3 separate regions of the Mus musculus genome follow, and all the other regions are linked to region 1. Evidence: chromatin contacts called from public HiChIP or PLAC-seq and promoter capture Hi-C data. All regions are on one chromosome and are shown on one strand. The core of a region is the stretch at or near the end of the contact, and the rest is flanking DNA. Distances in the headings are between cores, read along the strand shown.

What was found. Promoter capture Hi-C pulls out the DNA fragments that hold promoters and counts their contacts. HiChIP or PLAC-seq counts read pairs in DNA pulled down with a chosen protein or histone mark.
Region 2: a contact with region 1 is called in a promoter capture Hi-C map of embryonic stem cells, with 3 times the contacts expected there. The contact joins the promoter of Tap1 here to the promoter of Bag6 in region 1. A contact is called at or near these places in 4 of 39 promoter capture datasets (embryonic stem cells, liver and stem cell-derived epiblast-like cells), 1 of 115 datasets of contacts at active chromatin or transcription factors (bone marrow-derived dendritic cells) and 2 of 9 other capture datasets (liver and pancreatic islet).
Region 3: an H3K4me3 HiChIP or PLAC-seq map of bone marrow-derived macrophages shows a contact between it and region 1, with 5 times the contacts expected there. The contact joins the promoter of Tap2 here to the promoter of Bag6 in region 1. A contact is called at or near these places in 1 of 39 promoter capture datasets (liver), 1 of 115 datasets of contacts at active chromatin or transcription factors (bone marrow-derived macrophages) and 2 of 9 other capture datasets (adipose tissue and liver).

The regions. Positions count from the first base shown.
Region 1 is chr17:35,133,311-35,137,467 of GRCm38.p6, forward strand. It overlaps Bag6 (BCL2-associated athanogene 6), which reads left to right and starts at 2,190. Exons shown (of 26, transcript NM_001372261.1): 1 at 2,190-2,318; 2 at 2,805-2,925. The coding sequence starts at 2,818.
Region 2 is chr17:34,185,870-34,190,026 of GRCm38.p6, forward strand. It overlaps Tap1 (transporter 1, ATP-binding cassette, sub-family B (MDR/TAP)), which reads left to right and starts at 1,687. Exons shown (of 11, transcript NM_013683.2): 1 at 1,687-2,536; 2 at 3,309-3,423; 3 at 3,561-3,691. The coding sequence starts at 2,011. Psmb9 (proteasome (prosome, macropain) subunit, beta type 9 (large multifunctional peptidase 2)) reads right to left here and starts at 1,461. Exons shown (of 6, transcript NM_013585.2): 1 at 1,381-1,461. The coding sequence starts at 1,440.
Region 3 is chr17:34,202,178-34,206,334 of GRCm38.p6, forward strand. Tap2 (transporter 2, ATP-binding cassette, sub-family B (MDR/TAP)) reads left to right here and starts at 2,302. Exons shown (of 12, transcript NM_011530.3): 1 at 2,302-2,446; 2 at 3,110-3,607; 3 at 3,693-3,807. The coding sequence starts at 3,118.

The DNA of each region.
Region 1 (4,157 bases), core at 940-3,439:
GACTTCTCTCTAGCCCATGAAATTTTTATTTATTTGTTTGTTTGTTTGTTTTTGAGACAGGGTTTCTCTGTGTAGCCCTGGCTGTCCTGGAACTCACTCTGTAGACCAGGCTGGCCTCGAACTCAGAAATCCGCCTGCCTCTGCCTCCCAAGTGCTGGGATTAAAGGTGTGCACCACCACGCCCGGCTTTATTTTTGTTTTTTTGAGACAGAGTTTCTCTGTGTAGCCCTGGCTGTCCTAGCACTCACTCTGTAGACCAGGCTGGCCTTGAACTCAGAAATCCGCCTGCCTCTGCCTCCCACATGCTGGGATTAAAGGCATGCGCCACCACCGCCCGGCAGAAATTTTTATAATAAAATACTAAATGTGGGACTGGGGAAGTGGCTCAGCAGTGAGGGTACTTGGCAGATGGCAACCCAAGCTGAAGATCCCCTGGTCCCCACACAGTGAGAGGACACCACATTTCCCTCGGATCTCCACATTTGCACTGTGCTGTTGCAGACGCAGGCCATACACCCCTCCTCCATCCCCGAAAAGTATTTTTAAAAATATTTAACTTCTATTATCCCAGCATCTGGGATGCAGAGGCAGGTGGGTTTCTGTGAGTTACAGGACATCCAGACTTACATAGTGAAATCCTATCTTGGAAAAAAAAAATTCAAAACGTAAATATAGTCTATTAGAGTGACACACAACCCTGCACTGGGTGGTGGTGGGGGGAACATTGTCCTTATGAGTTCCAGGCAATTCAGGGTAACAGTGAGACAGCATGTAAAAGTCTCATCATACAATGCTTACTGGAAGTCTCATCAGTACTGGCATCTAAGAATAAGTGGGGAAGAATGCAGAGAGAGAAAAACTTAACCGTTCAACTCCCTTGGCGGTGGGCCTTTCAATCCCCTTTCTTTTTCTTCCTTCTTTTCTTTTCTATTTTATTTTATTTTATTTTATTTATTTTATTTTATTTGTTTGTTTTTGAGACAGGGTTTCTCTGTGTAGCCCTGGCTGTCCTTGAACTCACTTTGTAGACCAGGCTGGCCTCGAACTCAGAAATCCGCCTGCCTCTGCCTCCCAAGTGCTGGGATTAAAGGTGTGCACCACCACGCCCGGCTTTTCTTTTCCTTTTTTAAAGATTTATTTATTTTATGTATGTGAGTACACTGTCGCTGTCTTCAGACACACCAGAAGAGGGTGTCAGATCTCATTACGGATGGTTGTGAGCCACCATGTAGTTGCTGGGAATTGAACTCAGGACCTCTGGAAGAGCAGACAGTGCTCTTCATCTCTTGAGCCATCTCTCCATTCCCTTGGTCCCTTCTTAAAGTCTTGTCCTTTAATCTGATCCGCAAGGCACCCGTTCTCTTTTCTTTCTTTTTTTCTACAAAGCTCTTAAAAAGCAGCAGAAATGTCTCAAAACCAAAAAATGCAATAGAATTTTTTTTTATCCTTAAACATGGCACTCCCTCGGAGATCTCAATAAACAGGATGCTCAAAGTCTGCAAAGAGCCCAACCGGCCTAATCCCGCCAGGAACTAGAGTCGGGCACAAGCAAACACAGCCCGCGGAACGCCACCAGCCGTCCACGAAAAAGAGTGGCTTCCGGAAGAACAGAAATGATGGGAGGACCAGAGGTCTTGCAGAGTTTTAGGTAGTTAGAATTGTGCCTGTAAACGTCTCTGACCATCAAGATGGGACGTTGATTAACGAGGTGCACTCCACACAAGTCTCACAATTTTTCTCGAGGAAATTACAGCATCTCACTCAGTCATTTTTCTTTAGGCGTTTCCAGTAGCCACCCCGGTCCGGTTGCACTCTGGCGCGCGCAGGGAAGAAACGCACATAGCCGGAGGGGGGCGGGGAAGTACTTAGAGTGTGCGCACGCGTGGCGCCGCTCACGCAGGCGCAGTGCGGTCCCCCGGGCGACGACGGCGGCGGCGGCGGCTCCTCCGGGTGGTCGGCTCCCTCCCATCTCGGCCGGCCCGGGCCCGTCTCGCCCCCCAGAAACTCACTGTTCGGGGCTGTGGACTTTCTCATCGTGCCCCACGAAAGTAAATCGGGGGAGACTGGGGGAGCCGGAAGTACCGCCTCGAGATCCCCCCAAATACGATCGGGGAAACGGAAGTGGCCCTTGGTGCCAGGTTGGGGGAGACCGGAAGTGACGGTACCGTGGGGACGTCGGGGGCGGAGCCACAGGGTGGTGGGCTGTGTATGTGTGTTTGTATGTGTTTGGTCGCGTGTTGGTTAAGTCGTGTTGCTGGAATACCGAGGAGAGGCGGAGGCGGAAGGCGGGGGCGGTCAGCGAGCCCGTCCAGCCTCCCGTGAGTGTCCGCGGTCTTGGGTCGGTGGTGATTTAGGCGGGTTCGATTGTGGTGCTGCGCGTGCGCGAAGCCACTTTTCTCTGCCGAGTCTAGCGCGACCCTCCCCCCACCCCTCGCGTTGTCCTAGGATTTCCCGATCTCTCGGGCGCTTGCTCGGTCGCGACCGGTGATGACACTGGCCTCTGGTCGGTCTCGTGCTTGCTTCCCTGATTCCTAGCCCAACTGGCTCTCCCTATTGTGATTGGCATGGTGGAGCCCCTCCCACCTCTCGTCCTTCATCTCCCTATGCCGTCGATCTCCTACCCTTTGTGTTTCTGTTCCTGTGCCCCCGAATCAAAAAGGGGGGATGAGAAGGAGGATGAATATATCTGCTTGTGTATGAGAAACTTTGAAGGGATTGGGGCGGAGATTGGGTCCAGAGAGGCTTCCGGGTGTATAAAATACAGTGCGACCGACAGCGAACCCCCCCCCCTCGTTCTTCTTTAGAGAGCTGTCGGCCATGGAGCCGAGTGATAGTGCCAGTACCGCTATGGAGGAGCCTGACAGCCTGGAGGTACTGGTGAAGACCCTGGACTCTCAGACTCGGACTTTTATTGTGGGGGCCCAGGTGAGACACCAGTACTTTGTAGAAGGATGCGCCTGATTTTCTTGTCATTGACTCTTTTGTCCCTTACTGGATAGGACATCTGATGTACCTATTGAGTGAGGGGATGTGGTTACTGTTGAGTGAGGCCGATTTGGAGTCTGTCTTCACTTTGACAGAACTCAGTGAAGAGGAAAGTAGAGAGGAGGGATCTATACCTGTTCTGTGCAGACCCCAGCCCAAAGAGACAGACATGACTCTGGCCTTTGGGACCAGACACAACACAGGGGGCACCTTGGACAAGAATGGTGTGTCACAGGGACCTCAGACAAGTTTGGTGTGGGTTTTTTTTTTTTTTTTTTAAACAGAGTGTTCACAGCTTGGTACTATTTTTATAAGATTAAGGAAACCTGCTTTCATCCACTGTGAAGTAGACTTGTCAATAGCTGAGGCATGGTTTGAGCCTCCTGACCTTAGTGCACTGTGGCCACTGCATAATTCTTTGAGACAACCACCATGAGGAGGTCATTTTTGTGGTTTTTAAAGCAGATATTTAAAAAGCCACATAGACTTTTGTCTGTAGGTACATGTGATAGTTAATTTGGCCCTACCAAGAATTACTTAATGTCTTTCCGGGAGGTGGGCACAGGATCTCCTATAGCCCAGGCTAACTTTGGCCTCTGACCACTGTGCCTTCGTCGTCTATGTGGTCGTCTATGTGCTAGGATTATATGCACTATAACAGAGGACCACATCTGACTTGGCTTGGTCCTTTTTTTCTTACATAGTGAAATGTCTTAGAACTGATGGTCTTGTACTCATGATCCTCCTGTCTCTGCTTTCCAAGCTTGGAATTTCAGTTGTATGCTATTGCTATTTTTGGTTTGTTTGTTCTTTTTTTCCACCTTCCCTTATTTTTATTTATTTATTTATTGCATGTATGTGGTTCTGATGGGTACTGAACCTTGGACCTAGCACAGAGCACTTACTACTGAACCGTATATTGTGTGTTCCTTTCTGACCTTTGTTAGTTATCTTTCCAGACCCTGCCTCCCAACCCCATGGTGGTAATGGTTGTTTTGGGTTGTGTGTATTTTTGGTTTCTTTTAGAAGATTGTATTTGTTTTTATTTTATATGTGAGTGCTTTCTCTGGAAATACACATGTGCACCTTGTGTGCACTTGGTGCCTGAGAAGGTCAGACTCTGCAACCTGTGGCCTTTTCTTCATGTGGAAGTTAGGAAACTATAGCCCCAA
Region 2 (4,157 bases), core at 437-2,936, 950 kb before region 1:
CATGCAGGAGGTGACCGACTCAAGGTCACCCTGAAAAGCAAGGATGGTTCCTGGAGGCAGACACAATCTGCATGAGGAGAGCAAGAACTGAGAGGAAGGCCCAGGAAACCGGCCCCGCTGCTTGTGAATTGCGTACCACATGCATCATTACTGTGAATTACTGTGACACAAGACCAGGTCTTTCCTGGTCCTGGATCCCCCACCTGCAACCTTACTTTATCAGAAGGGGAGCCTTAGTGTTACTGAACAAGGGACACAGAGAGGCCGGGGGTTAACATGGCCAGGAGTCGAGACACAGAAGCAGCAAGGATCCTTCAGGTAGGGCACAAATTTCACTTAAGCGAAGTCTCTGCAGCCAGGGGAAAGGACTTCTGGATAGCAGAGTTTTTCCAGGTCAAGGAAAGAATTACGGATAAGTGAAGGAGGGTAGACACATCTACTTCCCCCACACCTTCTAGGTTAAAAGGCACCTTAGGAGACCCTTGGGTGCACTGAGAAAACTGACTTATGGAGACGAATGAGCTTCCCAAGTTGACTCAGGTCTCACTCTGAACCCTTGATTGATTTGATTTCTAAGTCCCACAGCTCCGTGGCAGCGAGGGAGACTTTTTCCAACCTTTCTGTCCACTCCATGTCGTTCTGATCTCCGGGGACCCTGCCCGCGAGTGTGCTTTCTGAGCACAAGTAAAAGGCCAGAAATGTCCACTTTGTTCCTCCACACCATGTTAACACTGTGGTTGGTGGCTTTTAGAGAGCAGAAACCAGCTGCCATCTTCCCAGCTCCTAGGTCTGGGCAAAGTTCTCAGGCAAGCATGGGAATGACGGTGTTGGGACAGGGTGGGGTGGAGTGTGCTGCAGGGCAGCACCTGGAACAAGGAGGACCACCGATCATCCCCATCTCCCCCTCAATCCTGGCGCCAGAGAGCTTGTCCTCACTCAGGGTGGGGGCTGTCTGGGGCTAGGTTAAGCAAAGATCTGTATGATGTGTAGGTAGGTCCTTTTCAGTGAGCCTCCATATTACCTTCTCTCAGGTGCTTCATCCAGGACACCTCAGCACCTCTTTTGCAGGGGTCCCCAAGCCCCTCACTTGATTTAGCCAGTAACCCCAACTGCGCAGTCTAGAGTGAAAGCGAAAGCGCTTTGGAGCAACTTCCCTTAGACGCTTCCAGCTCAAGCCAAAGAACGCACCTTCTCACCAGCTTCGCATGCGGATCCCTCCACAGACCCCTGGACACCACACTTCTGAGCAGGGATACCCTACGTTCACTGTGGAGCGCAAGCGCTGGGCGCTACAAGCTTCCTAAGTCTCTTGGTTTACTTCCAGAGCTTTAGGGGTCCCTGATCACTCCACCCGCTGACTCTCACCCCGAGACCCATTACCCCGGTGTGGACTTCTTCCGTCCGGAACGAGCCGGCGGTAGGTGCTCCTGCCCGCAGCATCTCAGCAGAGCGGGGCTCGGCTTTCCAATCAGCGGCTGCGCGCGGTGCAGGCAACTTGCAGACTGAGGCCCCGCCCCATCATCGCGCAAGGGGCGTGCCGTTCTACCAGCATTTGGCGCCCAGAGCAAACCTGAGCAGGGCAAATCTGCCCAGAGACAGGTGACGACAGAGGGTCCTGCCCTCAATCTGGGGTGGGGCCTGGGATGGGAAAATTCACGCAAGCAAGTTAAGGGGGCTGGGGAAGAAGAGGAGAATGAGATTCATGGAGAAGAACACGACAGGCCAGGGCTGCTAGGCAGAACTCCAACTACAGCTTCAGCGGCAGCTTCCAGAACAGCCTGAGCAAGCCAGTCTCAGAAGGAGGCGTGTCTAGTGATTCGAGGTCGGCTTTCGGTTTCTTCTTCCTCTAAACGCCAGCACTTCTAGTCAGCTCCACCAGCTCGAGCGGGTTCCCGGGACTTTACGCGCACGCCCTCGGACCCGCCCTTCTTCCTTCCCCACGGAGACTCCTGTGCAGCGCGGACGTCGAGAGTCCCAGGCTAGGACCAGACTCTGGACAGCTCACGCTCGATGGCTGCGCACGTCTGGCTGGCGGCCGCCCTGCTCCTTCTGGTGGACTGGCTGCTGCTGCGGCCCATGCTCCCGGGAATCTTCTCCCTGTTGGTTCCCGAGGTGCCGCTGCTCCGGGTCTGGGTGGTGGGCCTGAGTCGCTGGGCCATCCTAGGACTAGGGGTCCGCGGGGTCCTCGGGGTCACCGCAGGAGCCCATGGCTGGCTGGCTGCTTTGCAGCCGCTGGTGGCCGCACTGAGTTTGGCCCTGCCTGGACTTGCCTTGTTCCGAGAGCTGGCCGCCTGGGGAACACTCCGGGAGGGTGACAGCGCTGGATTACTGTACTGGAACAGTCGTCCAGATGCCTTCGCTATCAGTTATGTGGCAGCATTGCCCGCAGCCGCCCTGTGGCACAAGTTGGGGAGCCTCTGGGCGCCCAGCGGCAACAGGGACGCTGGAGACATGCTGTGTCGGATGCTGGGCTTCCTGGGCCCTAAGAAGAGACGTCTCTACCTGGTTCTGGTTCTCTTGATTCTCTCTTGCCTTGGTAAGGGAGACTGGGTGAAAGAGCAGGCCACAGGGGACAGGGCAATGGGCATTCCAGGCAGAAAGGGAGAGTAAAGTAGTCCCGGGAAGCGTCAGAGACACTAAGGAGGCAACTTAGGCGGAAAGAGAAGGACCCAGGCCCGAGAAGGGGTCCAGACAAGGGCGTTGGGGACAGGGTCTTCTGGGAGCAGAACTTCACATCATAGCCCAAATGTGAAGGTTTCTTTCCACACCGCCATCTTCTCCTCTCCTCTTCTCTCTCCTCTCCTCTCCTCTCCTCTCCTCTCCTCTCCTCTCCTCTCCTCTCCTCTCCTCTCCTCTCCTCTCCTCTCCTCTCCCCTCCCCTGCCCTCCCCTCCCCTCCCCTCCCCTCCCCTCCCCTCCCCTCCCCTCCCCTCCCCTCCCCTCCCCTCCCCTCCCCTCCCCTCCCCTCCCCCTTCCCCTCTTTTCTATTCTTTCCTTTTTGAGATAGGGTCTTTCTTTGTAGCTTTGGCTCTTCTGGAATTCATTATGTAGCCCAGGTTGGTCTCAAACCCAGAGAGATCTGCTCGCTTCTACTTGGAGTGCTGGGATTAACAGCCTGTGCCCCCAAGGTCTGCTAACCGCCCTCAAGTAGCCCTTGAGAAGTTTGATGTAGCCGAGCAGGCTTGGGTCTGTGAACAGGCTTGGGTCTGGGAGCTCAGCTTCCTGGATAGTGGTGAAGGGAGAGGGGCAGAAGTTGCGGGTAGTTTGCTCATAATGTTTGTGACTGAGGTGTCTCTCCTCTCTCCCCAGGGGAAATGGCCATTCCCTTCTTCACGGGCCGCATCACTGACTGGATTCTTCAGGATAAGACAGTTCCTAGCTTCACCCGCAACATATGGCTCATGTCCATTCTCACCATAGCCAGGTGTGGAGGATGGGAATGGGGGTCCCAGAGCAGAGGGGACTGGCTGTTGGGACTGTCATTTAAGTTACACTTCTGTGGGGATCTGGGACTCTGTCTCAGGAAGGAGACAACTGATCCTCCCGTGTCTCTGACTCTAGCACAGCGCTGGAGTTTGCAAGTGATGGAATCTACAACATCACCATGGGACACATGCACGGCCGTGTGCACAGAGAGGTGTTTCGGGCCGTCCTTCGCCAGGAGACAGGGTTTTTCCTGAAGAACCCAGCAGGTCTCTCATGAAACCTTTTCACTTGTATGCTATAATCTCTATACCGCCACACACGCTCTCGACTGCCCCCCCCCCCCAAACATGTCCACACACACATGCCCAGGCTGGATCCTCAGAACCATATGGATGGGGTGTGGTAATTCCAACACTTGGGGGATGGAGGCAGGACCTAGAGGTCAAAGTTCAAAGTCTTTCAGCTACATAGTCAATCTGAGGCTACCCTAGGCTACATGAGATCCTTTCTCTATATCCAAGACTTCCTGTATGTTAGGGAAAAGCTCTAACAACTGAGTGACCCCCAAGCCTTATTCATGGTATATCTCAAATGTAGCAAAACATTGTCTTTTTTACCCTAAGGAAAACTGTATTTGCATTCATTGTTCCCCATATGAAGCAGCAGACTTACAGCCCTGGAAAGCCAGAGACCCTCAACTCCAACGGCCTCATTTTAAATGGAGGAAACTGA
Region 3 (4,157 bases), core at 1,052-3,551, 930 kb before region 1:
GCAGGAGTACTCAGGACAGGAGTGCTCAGGGCAGGAGTACTCAGTGCAGGAGTGCTCAGTGCAGGAGTACTCAGCACAGGAGTGCTCAGTGCAGGAGTGCTTGGTGCAGGAGTGCTCAACATAGGAGTACACAACACAGGCATGCTCAGGACAGGCATGCTCAGGGTAGGAGTACTCAGGACAGGAGTGCTCAGGGCAGGAGTACTCAGGGCAGAAATGCTCAGCACAGGAGTACTCAGCACAGGAGTGCTCAGGGCAGGAGTACTCAGGACAGGAGTGCTCAGGGCAGGAGTACTCAGTGCAGGAGTGCTCAGTGCAGGAGTACTCAGCACAGGAGTGCTCAGTGCAGGAGTGCTTGGTGCAGGAGTGCTCAACATAGGAGTACACAACACAGGCATGCTCAGGACAGGCATGCTCAGGGTAGGAGTACTCAGGACAGGAGTGCTCAGGGCAGGAGTACTCAGGGCAGAAATGCTCAGCACAGGAGTACTCAGCACAGGAGTGCTCAGGGCAGGAGTACTCAGTGCAGGAGTGCTCAGTGCAGGAGTGCTTGGTGCAGGAGTGCTCAACATAGGAGTACACAACACAGGCATGCTCAGGACAGGCATGCTCAGGGCAGGGGTACTCAGGACAGGAGTGCTCAGGGCAGGATTACTCAGCACAGGAGTGCTCAGTGCAGGAATACTTGGTGCAGGAGTGCTCAGCTCAGGAGTGTTCAGGACAGGAGTGCTCAGGATAGGAGTGCTCAGGTCAGGAATGCTCAGCGCAGGAGTACTCAGCACATGCATGCTCAGGGCAGGAGTACTCAACACAGGCATGCTCAAGACAGGAGTGCTCAGGGCAGGAGTACTCAGGACAAGAGTGCTCAGAGCAGGAGTACTCAGGACAGGAGTGCTCAGGGCAGGAGTGTTCAGGGCACAGCACAGGAGTACTCAGCACAGTGCTCAGTGCAGGCATGCTCAGTGCAGGAGTACTCAGGACAAGAGTACTCAGTACAGAGTGTTTGGTGTAGGAGTGCTGAGTGCAGGAGTGCTCAGTGTAGCAGTGCTCAGTGCAGGAGTGCTCAGGGCAGGAGAGTTCAGCGCATGAGTGCTCCGTGCAGGAGTGGTCAAGAGCCAGGTCAGGGGTTAGAGGACTCTGAGATCCAGACAGCCAGATGGGAGCCTTCTCCACCTGGGGTAGCCCTAAAGTCCAGAGAGATAGGCATAGCCATGTAGGCCTGCTTTAAGGCCACCCCCAGCCCCCCCCCCGCCCTCAACATTTGACCTTCAAGTGACTCATGGGTAGTCACACCAGCATGTCTAAGGGGATTTTTTTTCCTTTATAGGTAGTTTCAGCCCGCAGAGTCATTTCTCCTTGTAGTGCCCTGGTGGTGGGGTGTGGTGATGAGCAGCATGGTTGATTTTCATGTCTGAGAATGGAACCTGGTGCCTCACCATGCTCTGTGAGGGCTCTTCCCTGGAGCCCAGAAGGGTGATTTCCGCAATGAACTGGGCTCTGGGGAGGAGGCCGGGTTCCCTCTTTGATGGTGTTAGCCTACAGCCTACTCTGACTACCTCACAAGCAGCAGGCCCTGGCACTGACCCAGGGCCCTCACTGCAAGTGCGGTGTGCTGCGAAGAAAGTCTGAGGACAAAGGGCCAGAGCCTCTGGGTTCAAAATCTGTGAAAGGGAACCTTTGGCCTGCTGATAGGAGCTGAGGCCTTCTTGTAAGCCCTAGTTTTACCCCAGACCCCAACTCTTGAGCTTACCTGGAAAAACAAACAAGCCCTCAAGCCTCTCTTCTCTTCCACCCTCCGTCCTTCTCTCTCCTCTCTTCCTTTTTCCAAAGGTGGGACACCTGTGTGGTCTGCTGACTGGGAGGGACCTGAAGTCACTCCCTCCTCCATTTTCCTCCCTCCCCTTCCTTCCGTCCACGACCATTCTCTTCCCTCGCCTTTCTCCTTCTCCTATGCTCTTTTCTGCCCTTTACTCCTCCTCCTCTTTCCCCTTCCTCAAACCTACTGGCAGCGAACCCTGGGCTCAGGCAAGTTTTCTCAACATCTGAACTATAGTCCCAGTTTAACCGGCGCTTCTTAAAACATGCTCGGAGGTCGGAGAAATGCAGGGTTTTTTCGTTTTTTTTTTTTGTTTGTTTTGTTTTTTTTTGTTTTTGTTTTTGTTTTTTTTTCCTTTTCAAAGCATCTCAGACCCTCAAGAGTTTTGCTAGTAGCGGCCTTGGAGGGCGAGCCTTTTTGGGAACCTGGGGCGCTCAACCCACCCGCAAATTGACAGGCGCCATCTGCTGGCGGCTGTGCGCAGCACCGCGACCACGGCAGTGAAGTGAAAGCGAAAGCCGCGGGACCCAGGCGCGCTCCCCGCGAGGGCGTCGCTGCGCACCCAGGAGATCCAGTTTGAGAAGAAGCAGATTCCAGAAGCTCTCCTGAGCTGCCGCTCCGCAGCCGCAGGTGAGTTCTTTTGGATAGAACCCGAGAGTTAGCAGGAGTGCGGCCCATTCCCAAACCCTTGGCGTCATCATCCGGTTCCCCACTCCTCGTCCCCTGTCTTGGGTCTTCTGCCGCTTACTCCCTGCCCCGTGTCCTCTGCTCCGTGCCCCTGCCCCACCCAGTGTCCCAGGTCCCCTGTCCCTCACCCCTTGCCCAAGGTCCTCTGCCCCACCCCCTTGCCCTGCGTCCCCGGTCTTCCGTCGGGCGCCGCCGGCCCAGCGCCCCTACTCAGAACCTTCTGTCCCAAGCCATCTAAGGCTACCGAACCCACCCGCATCCCGCCCCTGCACCGGGTCTCCTGGCTCTTAAAGACCCGAGGAATGGGGGCAGTGTGTCTTCTTGGGCTAACACCAACAAACTTCAGGGAGATGGATGTGGTGGCAGCAGACCGCCCCCTCCCCCACCCCCACCCCCGTGCTGTGTGTCTGAGTGTCTGTGTGTCTGTGTGACTGTGTGTGAGAATAATGCAGCCTTCCCAGCTCCGTCAGACAGTCAGTCCTAGGAGAGACTTATCTAGGAGGGGGTCTTTCCGGTGAACAAGAAGCCTCAGGGTGGATTTGGGGCAGGAGGCTCGTAACCAGGGTTGGAACTCCACAGACCTCATTTCTCCCTTTCTTTCCGCAGAACCCACCATGGCGCTGTCCTACCTGAGGCCCTGGGTCTCTCTGCTGCTGGCGGACATGGCTTTACTTGGGTTGCTACAAGGATCTCTGGGAAATCTGCTTCCCCAGGGGCTGCCAGGACTCTGGATAGAGGGCACCCTGCGACTTGGAGTGCTGTGGGGACTGCTAAAAGTGGGAGAGCTGCTGGGACTTGTGGGGACCCTTCTGCCCTTGCTCTGCCTTGCCACTCCCCTGTTTTTCTCGCTAAGAGCTCTGGTGGGAGGCACCGCGAGCACCTCAGTAGTCCGAGTGGCTTCTGCCTCTTGGGGCTGGCTGCTGGCTGGCTATGGGGCTGTTGCGCTGAGCTGGGCCGTGTGGGCTGTGCTGAGCCCGGCTGGAGTCCAGGAGAAGGAACCAGGCCAGGAGAACAGAACACTGATGAAGCGGTTGCTGAAGCTGTCCAGGCCGGACCTGCCTTTCCTCATAGCTGCCTTCTTCTTCCTTGTGGTGGCTGTGTGGGGTGAGAGGAAGAGACCACTGTGAGAGGGAGGTGGGAGAAGGGCCTTGCCAGGGCACAGCCTCCTTATCTTTCTTGCCTCTTTCAGGGGAGACATTAATCCCTCGCTATTCGGGTCGTGTAATTGACATCCTGGGAGGTGATTTCGACCCCGACGCCTTTGCAAGCGCCATCTTTTTCATGTGCCTGTTCTCTGTTGGGAGGTGAGAGATGATTGGCTTCAGGTCCCTGTAGTAGATGCGACTGGACAGGAACTGACTTTGCACAAGGCACAAATTATGTATACAGAGTTCTGCCTGCATGTACACCTACAGGCCAGAAGTGGGCACCATATCCCAGTATAGATGACGGTGAGCCACCAGGAGGTCTCTGGGAATTAAACTCAGGACCTATAGGAAGAGCAGCCAGTGCTCTTAACTTTTGAGTCATCTCTCCAGCCTGCCTTTGACTCTTTTTATCCGGACCCAGGAGCCTGCAATCTCAAGTAAACAAATAAAAATGGGGCTGCTTGGCTGGGCTTTGACTAGGATAAGAGGACCCAGATACAGAGAGT